2 separate regions of the Mus musculus genome follow, and region 1 is linked to region 2. A link is a contact called in public HiChIP or PLAC-seq data. All regions are on one chromosome and are shown on one strand. The core of a region is the stretch at or near the end of the contact, and the rest is flanking DNA. Distances in the headings are between cores, read along the strand shown.

What was found. HiChIP or PLAC-seq counts read pairs in DNA pulled down with a chosen protein or histone mark.
Region 1: an H3K27ac HiChIP or PLAC-seq map of regulatory T cell precursor shows a contact between it and region 2, with 10 times the contacts expected there. The contact joins two enhancer-like sites. A contact is called at or near these places in 5 of 39 promoter capture datasets (cranial neural crest, frontonasal cranial neural crest, liver and 1 more), 35 of 484 Hi-C or Micro-C datasets (the AML12 cell line, the C10 cell line, CD8 T cells and 25 more), 14 of 115 datasets of contacts at active chromatin or transcription factors (bone marrow-derived macrophages, differentiating embryonic stem cells, embryonic basal ganglia and 7 more) and 1 of 9 other capture datasets (embryonic stem cells).

What each region holds. Positions count from the first base shown.
Region 1 is chr10:99,579,395-99,584,130 of GRCm38.p6, reverse strand. No RefSeq gene overlaps it. Among named protein-coding and RNA genes, the nearest start is that of Gm20110, 27 kb to the left of the region's middle. Within about 2 kb of position 2,435, at least 43 of the 459 cell types and tissues checked have an H3K27ac peak or open chromatin away from gene starts, as enhancers often do. A contact at or near this core is called in regulatory T cells and regulatory T cell precursor, where this site is marked.
Region 2 is chr10:99,282,479-99,287,092 of GRCm38.p6, reverse strand. No RefSeq gene overlaps it. Among named protein-coding and RNA genes, the nearest start is that of Gm34921, 14 kb to the right of the region's middle. Within about 2 kb of position 2,067, at least 84 of the 459 cell types and tissues checked have an H3K27ac peak or open chromatin away from gene starts, as enhancers often do. A contact at or near this core is called in regulatory T cells and regulatory T cell precursor, where this site is marked.

The DNA.
Region 1 (4,736 bases), core at 1,186-3,685, 300 kb before region 2:
GAAGACACCCACCACTGATTCTTGCAACAATTAGTCCCCTTTTCTACATAGATTCCTGAACCTTGAGTAGAAGGGTGTCATAAAGACATCCCATTCAGGGCTGAGTGTTTCTCACGCTCTGATGTCCGGTTGTAGATCTCTATGTTGATTGGCATCTACTGCAACAAGAAGTTTCTCTGATGAGGGATGAGTAATATACTGCTCTAAGGGTATACTAGTACGTCATTAGGGGCCATTTTATTGCTTTGTTCATTTAGCAGAACAATTGTAGTATTTTCCTCTAGACCCCATGAGCTACCCGGTCCTAAACTTCATTTACAGTGCCAGGTATGGTTTCTATCCCATAGAACAGACATTAAATCCAACTTTTAAAAAGTGATTGGTTACTCCCATAACACTGGACCAATGTTACCTAGTGAGCATATCGCCCATGCAGGTCATTATTGTAGCTCATAGGGTTTGTAGCTGGTGAGATTGCTCATTACATTTCTCCTCTTCTAGTTTGTATTATATTTTCTAGCACTATAAACACTAGCCAGTAGGATTGAAGTTTACAGTTGACTACCAACTCAATTTTTCCATGTATCTAAGTTCAGTGTCTTCAGTAATAGTTCTTACTATCAGGTTGTAGAGGGTAACCAATAAATAACATTAGCAATGGCCTGTAATGTTCAGGTCATCTATAGAACCCCTTTGATCAGCAACTCAAAAAGATGTAATCCACTCCTAGTACTGTCATACCATATTTGTAGGCAAAGAATCAGCCTATAGAATGGGAATAAAATATTTGTCAATTATACATCTAACAGAAGGTTAGAGTCCAGAATATACAAATAAGTAAAAGAAACTGAACATTAAGAAAACAAATAATCCCCCCCCAAAAAATCAGGTAAAGAACTAAACAAAGTTCTCAGAAGATTAAACACAAATGGCTGACAAACACTTTTTTTATAAAATGTTCATCATCCTTAGCCATTAAGGAAATGAAAATTAAAAAATACTTTGAGATTTCATTGTGCTCCAGTCAGAATGTGTTGCAGGAAATATTAAAAAGGACTGGTAGGCTTCCCGTGCTACTGCTGGCAACTCTCTGCCCCGGCGAGGTACCTCCAGCTCTGTCTCTAGCTAGCCCCTGCAGCGACCACTCATGGTAATCCCCGCTCTAGTTTGCTTGTCTCTGGAGCCACTAGTCCCTTCTCAGCCATAAACACACTGTGGCCTGCGGTCCTACCTTCCAGTAACCCAATAAAGCAAAATTCTGGAAGCTTATAATTAACAAGTCAGATTTATATATCAATAAATTCACAATTCACAAGATGCCCACACAATAATTTCAGGGCCAATTGATAATGATACAAGCTGCCCACCTAGATCAGACAAGTTATCCCAATTACTCTACCCCTATATGATATTCATAACTACCTGTGGCTATGTAAAGCCACACAGGATCAGGATCTTCTTCTTGTCCATCTGCCTCCATCTTGGATTCTCCTCGTCTCCTGAGACACTCTCTGTCCCTGCAACTCTTTGATCTGCCTCCCTTTTCCCTGTACAATCACAGACCTCCTGCTGCACTGATATTTTAATGTAATTGGACAGGGAAAATCCTGCCACAAGAATGGACAAGATTAATAAAACAAATGACAATAGAGGCTGGGGATGATATGGGGAAAGAAGAGCATGTATTCATTGCTGTTGGGGTGTATGAACTGCTACAGCTATTAAAGAAATCAGTACAAGGGTTTCTCAAAAAGCTGAAAATCAATCTTCCATCAGATCCGGATATATCACTCTTGAGCATACATCTAAGGGGCTCTAGAGCATAATGCAAAGATACTCGCTCATCCACGTTTCTTGCTGCTCTATTCATAATAGTCCGAAATTGGAAACAGCCTGGATGTTCATCAACTGATGAATGGCTATTAAAGAGATGGTGTAGCTATATACTGGAATATTATTAAACTGTTAAGAAAAACAAGATTTGCAAATAAGTGGATAGAGCTCGTGATGGTTTTGGATATGCTTGGGCCAAGGTTGGAGTACGTGTGTCACTGTGGGTGTGGTCTTTAATATCCTAACCCTAGCTGCCTGGAAGGAAGTATTCTGCTAGCAGCCTTGAGATAAAGATGTTGAACTTGCAGCTCCACCTGCACCATGCCTGCTATGTTCCCACCTTGAGAACAATGGACCTCAGAACCTATAAGCCAGCCCCAATTAAATGTTATCCTTATAAGAGTTGCCTTGGTCATGGTGTCTGTTCACAGTAGTAAAACCCTAACTAAGACAGAGCTAGACATAATTATCCTGAATTAGGCTCCCCAGATCCAGAAAAACAGACAATGCGTGATTTCCATGATACGTACATGTTAGCTTTTATGCTTTAGTTCTATGTGTTTCATTCAAGATACTATCTGAATCACAGAGTTTAGGTGACATGTTAGGTACCAGAGGGGAGGGGGGAGGCTCTTCTGAGGAGAGGCACATAGTATATAGTGTTATGGGGAGATGGAGAGGAAGTCAGAATGTGAAAATTAAAGGCTGTGGGGGATGGGAGGACAGGCTAGAGGCCAGACTATTGGGGGGGTACAATGAACACTAACGGTCTCTTAAGAAGCCATATGGAAAATTACTATTATAAAAGCTTTTTAAAATATATACATATATGAAAGAAAGCTAAATGGAGTTACCATATGATAGGAAGACAGACGTCTTACGCTTGTATCATATTTTACCAAGAAAGATTTGCCTTTAAGTCACCTGCCTTTGTGTGGTCATGAAATTATTTTGAAACCCCAGTTTTGCAATCCTTAGGCCTACAGTGGGTGGCTGTCCACAGAGCTTAACTCCATGCAGCTCTGGCGGCTGTCTCCTCCCGCCCACCACTTCCCTCTTTCCTGTCTAGACTATACATTTCTCATGTGCAGACAGGCCCTTGCTGCACTGGATCAATACGTAGGCGAGGATCACAAAGAACAATTTCTCGTACTTCCGAACCATTTTCTGTATCAAAGCCTCAAAATGTTTGGCATTTCAAACCTCAAACAAAACCTCTAAGGCAAAGCACATCTCTAGACATTCCAAATCAGAATAGAAGGCTACCATTTCTCCAAGTTCATTTTCATTCGAACTCAGGGGGGAAAAAAGATCCAACAGAGAAATAGCAAATGGTAGAGATGCTTGGGGAAATACGTTCAATGGAGACCCCTCTGGGAAATAACTGCCAAAGCAGTTAGAGCATCAACATGTCAGATTCAAAGCATCCAGGAAAACCAGTCAGGGTTTAGGAGAACTTTGGAGCAAATTTCTGACCAGATTTCTGTAAATTACAGTTTCAGGGCAAGTAGTGGGTGGCTTAAACTGCTTAGAATACATTTAATGGTGAAGAAAGTAGTTAGAGAGATTCTTTCAAATCACAAGCAATATTTTTCAAGGAACCCAGTACTATGCTTACTGCTGTGTGCTCAGGTGATGACATCAACAGGGACATCGCCCGTATAAAGCCTTTTGAATTCTGCCCACCCTCCCTCACAGTTCTCTCCTGACTTTTGCCACATATGCACAGCCTCTATTCCTGGAAAGGCCACTTGCTCTTAAGGACCTCGCAGCAATTTCACTGTAAGATTAAAGACATCGTCAGCCACCTGGGGGCTAATAGAAAGTGTCAGCCGTGCTGGTGGAGTTGCTTCCAGGGCAGCTGATCTCGCAGGACATTTTCCATAGATAGGAGATCAAAGAGCGAGCTGACTCCAAGATGCCCTCCTCCGAGGCCCTCTCTTGACCTTTCGGCTCCCCTTGCCATCTGCTTCCACTCTTGTTTAGTAGTAAGGCAGGTGGCTAAGAAGCACGTTAGTCCAGGATGACACCAATGGCCTGGGGTCATTCATAATGAGTAGTGTGGCCAGCCACCTTCAGCCTTTTTCTTAAACTCTCTCAGATGGTGTTCCAACTGTAGTGAGAAACCAGCTTAACACTTCCCATTGGCATCTTCTGAGAGTAATGAAGTAACCAACCTTTAAAAAACAATAGGCTGGCCAGGTGGTGGTGGTGCATGCCTTTAATCCCAGCACTTGGGGAGGCAAAGGCTGGTGGATGGTCTAGGCCCACATGGTCTACAGAGCGAGCTTCAAAACAGCTACACAGAGAAAACAACAAAGTAACACACACACACACACACACACACACACACAAGATAGGCTGACAAGAAGAAAGAAGATAGAGTGTTCTTGTTCCTTCAGCTCTTTAAAGCATCAGTTGAGCAACAATAACAAAAATAACAATAAAAATCCCGTGGCGGAATGTCTACTCCGAATGAAGAACAACGCAGAGGACAAAAAGAAAAAAGAAAAATCCATTGCTCCATATGAAGGGTCCCCAGAGACCTGTGAGAATTGCTGTCTTATGATGTGCTATTGATTGGTGGCTTGGAGAAAGGAAACGCTTAGGGACATAGAGATTTGTAATCTTATTTTCTTTGGGGAATAGAAAGTACAGAAGGAGAGGAAGCCACCAGAGAGATGAGAATGGAATGATTGGATCTAGAAAAACACCATAGTGGGTTCACTAATCTCAGGTCTCTTATGGGAAGGGGTGGGCACATAAAGTCTGTACGGAGAAGACAATGCTAAGGGATTGGCACATAAAGTCTGTACAGAGAAGACAATGCTAAGGGGTGGTTATGAAAAACTTACTATCTGTGAGGCAAGTCCCCTGTAAATTGTATTCCATAGGAATTTATA
Region 2 (4,614 bases), core at 818-3,317:
GTGAGGAACGAACGAGGTCAAAACTGGGCCGTAGCTCAGCGGGATACAGACATTTGTCTGGCCGTTCCTTTTGACACCAGCATCCCACGCTCAATGCCCTCCGAGCGAATCTTATCTCCCTCTGGATTAAAGCCAAAATTCTCACCGTGCTTCTGCCTCTCCAACACCTCCCCTGCTCACCCGCCTTCCCTCCTCCGTGGCTCTGGCCAGGCTACCCTAAGTCATTTCTTCTAATCTGCTATGCATTCCCCTACCCCGGGGCACCCTTCCTGAAAGCAGCTTTGACCCCACCCACCCACCCTACCTATCCCCTTATCCTATTCACTTTGAATAGGATAAGGGGACCTCCACATCTCTTAATCTAGGGTAACCCCTCTCTTCTCGCTTTTCATTTCCATGCATATTGTAACTTCCCGCTTATTCTAGATCTCCTCCGCAGGAATGGAGCGCTGTGAAAATTTTGTTCTATTTTGCTCACTTCTCCCTACTCAAAACTAGGTCAGTACAAATACCCACTAATGAAGCCAACATACTTTATAAAGTATGAAGTCACTTAGATTGAGATAAGGAAAGCCTACTTAATATGAGACATAAATCTGAATGAGCTTTCAGACGACAAAATTATCTCTCACTGGGATCCACAAATGGGGCCTGATGTCCAAAAGTCAGGAAGTATTTTGTTTAAGGAAATCCACCCAAACAGGGCGCCAAGGAGCCTGTGGCTGGGAGAGGGGAAGCGGATTCTGCCTTTAATGAGCGCCATCACGAGCAATAACTAGGAACTAAAGCCTCCAGTTCTTCGGTTGCAAAGTGGACATGATATAATAATACCTGCCCTTCTCTCTCGCACCTTCTTCTGGGTGCAATACATGAGATTATAAATGCACACCTCTCTTTTTTTTTTCCAGTGCTGAAATATTAAGGAAATCTTTGCCCTGATCATTAAGGCAACAGTTGGCCCCGGGTAGGGGAACGGGCCAGCAGGGCTTGGGGCCATTAGCTAAGACTGGTGTTTGGAGAGAAAGCAATGAAAAGCCTCACAGCAGATGTGGATACTCGCTGGTCTCTCACTTGGTGACCCCCATACATCTCCCAGGCGACATGAATGTTACTGGGCCCAATTAGCATTACCCTTTCACATAACATTCAAATTCCTGGACTTCCGAGGGCAGCCGGCCATGGCCATATAAGGGAGGAACGGAAAAGCACAGATAAGAGGAAAGGAATGGAGAAAGCAAAAGGTTACAGGGGGCGGGGGAAGGAGGGTTTTACATTCCCCCACACAAAGAACAAGATGTTGCCCCAAATTCTGTTTTCTGGAGGGAAAGAATTAACAAAAGAACTTCTACCAAGAGGCAGGCCATTCTCTGTGCCACTACGAGCATGTGTGGTGGGGTCTAGTTGCTATTACTATGGCTAATTTGTTTCTACTTACAGGGTATGTTGTTGTGTGGTTTTCTTCTCTTGTTCAGTTCATCTTTCACGGCCTCTGCCATTTTCACTATGCACAGTTAGTCATACCAAATCCACTTTATGCCCTAAAAACGTATCCCTGCCTTGACACAAAGCAGAGCTCTGTACATCAGGGCTCTTGCCTCCACCAAAATAGATTTCTACAATTCATTTTCATGCTGACAATGTGCATGCAAAGACAGGAAGGCACAGAAAATCAAATTGCTCAAGATTTTAAGTCAGGAAGAAGAATCATTTTAAGCACCCCCCATCCCTCTCCAGACCCCCACCCCCACCCCCACCCCCACTAACGTTTCTGGTAATTTAAAGGCTCCAGAAAACTTAAGCAGAACACTTCTCAAATAAAAATAAAAATGCTTTGACGTGTACCAACAAAGGGAGGGAGAAAGGGTGTCAAAAGTGGGCCGGCTGACAGCTCTCCTGACAAGGAAACCCTGAACCCTATTTTTAAACCTATCTGTGTAATTTAGGAGAGAAGTCACCATGTCTCCTGATAAAGCCTTTGGAGGCGGCTGGAGGATAAGTGTGCGGTTCTGAGAAAGGCAGCGCCGCCCACACTGAGAAGGCAGAGCCTCGCTCGAGCTTCTGTCTTTTAGCAGAACCAAAAAGAAAGAAAGAAAAGTGCATTTCCTGGGGGTGCGGCAGGAGGGGACAGGAAGATGGAAGCAACTACCAAAAGAAAAAAGACACAGAAGGCCCCAGATCTGAAAATGGGGTAAGCACCCACCCCCACCCCACCCCACCCCCACATCATTACTGATAACAAGTCAAAGACGAGCACCTCGAGGGGATTAGGTGAATGGCATGGAGAGAATTTGCTCATGACTCAAGGCCTATGGAGTACCGTTATTTCAAGTAACTCCATGGAGAGGTGGGACAGATAGGGGAGCTGCTTCGCCTCCGTGTAACAGTGAGGAGGAGCAGAAATAAGGAGGCGAGATGATTTGGTACAGGGATGAGGGCGGCCCTTAACTCCCAGCTGTTTGCAATGGAGCTGATGATGCTGTACCTTTTGAGTATTGCCATTAAATAACAGTGCCAAGTAAGCGTTCCTTAACACCACCATAGTGAAAGGCTTGTCCCGAGGTCCATGAGACCTTGAGTCTGTGAAGAAGGTAGCCACCAAACAAGGCACTAGACACAGTGTCTTGCGGGGGTGTGGAGAACAAAGAAATAAGTGGGCTTCCTGCCTCCTTCAGCTTCTGATTAGACTAATACCTGGTCTCGACTTGTAAGCTGACTATGACCAGTCTACGCTCCTCAACCCCCAACCCCCTCTACTGGCATGCACATTAGTGCGCGCATGCGCAAGAGCGCAAACACGCCCCAGGCTATAGCCAAGAGCACAGCAGCCAGCTCTGGATGGTTGACCCTGACACAGGCCCCAAAGGGCAATGATGTGACCGAATGAATGGAGTCTCTTATTAAAAATTAATTTCTGTCAAGCCAGATTACATGTGAACACAGCCTCTTTGTGATCGCCACCGTGATTTCTGGAAACAAACATAGGCCCTACTGTTGCCAAAAGCAAGGCCAGCTTAGGACAGTCTTGAGTCTTGATTGGCCAACACAGCAACAGGTTCCCCAAGGCTCACAAAGGCATTTGTCCCGTGGAGGACAGAGAGCTGCCTCTTCTATTTCTCCTCCTGCCCTGCACCCACTGCCTAGTTAGAGACTGCAAAGCTTGCTTCAGAGTGGTCTTGTCGCCTGAGAGCTTAAGCTTTCCCCTGAGAAGACAGAAGGATCATAGCATCATTGCCCTAAGTTCAGGGCTGACACTGGGGAAACAAAAGAGATAGCATGTGTAGCCCTTGAAATGCAGAAGGCAGGCCCTGCAAGGACAATTATTCTGTCTCCTACCACCCCACTCCTGGGCACCTTACCTGGGACATTAGCTTCTGTAAAGTTGCTCCTCAGTTTAGCCCATTAGACCCAGAGTGGTGTGAGCAGTTTAACGTGTTATTTTCTTGTGGCACAGGGTGGAAGGAAACAGAGATCTGGGATTAAAACACTGTCGAGCAAATGCACAGATCTCATGCATCCATAAATGCAATCTTTGATTTCTCCATTACATCTTTGACATCTTCTATCATGAGAGTAAGAAGGGAGAGTTAGGGGGGGCAGGGTGCAATTCTTGGTGTTGCTATACCTTAATATAGTGGCAGTATTGGTGAGTTTGATCTGGCATCCTTGATATAGCATCATATGATCTTTTGTGAATGGCGAGAACCTCAGCATTTGTAATTTGTGCTAACTCTTCTGGCTGAGAAGGAATAAGAAGGCCCAGTGTGTGTGCGTCCATCTAAAAGAAGGTAACCAGAGGGATTTGTGAATATAATCATAGTTGCGTAGAAATATATACATATCCTTGTTAGTTTTGAGAGTGAGGATAGAATTTGGGTAGAGTTGCCCACACCCATCATCACCTTAGCACTTGGGGAACTGAACCAAAAGGATTGCTGTGAGTTTGAGACTACCCTGCTACCCTGCATAATAGGCAGACTATTAAAATCTAGTGTGTGTGTGTGTGTGTGTGTATATATATACATATATATGTATATATATACACGTATATATACGTATATATATACGTATATATATACATATACATATATATACAAGGCTCAGAGATTATCATGGAAGAGATGCTTGAAGATTGTAGGAGCCAGAGGTAAGGAACAGCTGCTGCGAAACAGCGTTTCTCAGACACAATAGGGTCCACGTATAATACGTGAACTCACAGTGAGATGCAAAAGACCTCCATAAAAGCAAGCCAGCCAAAATTCTAGCATGAGCAGTAGAAGGCTCATGAAGTATGATTTCCCCTAACTGAGGAGCCATTGGCAACTGATGGCTGCCAGGGGAGAGACAGTTTTCTCCATATACCACCTAGTTTCCTGTGGTCCTATGCTGGTGTACATCCTGGCAGTACTAGGTGGACTGGGTGGGGATGTGGGAGGAACTGGAAGGAATAGAGTGTGGAAATGGAATATGGAAAACACATATTTGAGTATGAAATTATCAAACAATAAATAGAAAAATGGCATGAACTCTAACACCCACCAGGAATATATGGATATTTATTTATAGACCACTGTACCATATATTACAGAACGTATTTTTTTTTTTGAAAGCCCAAGA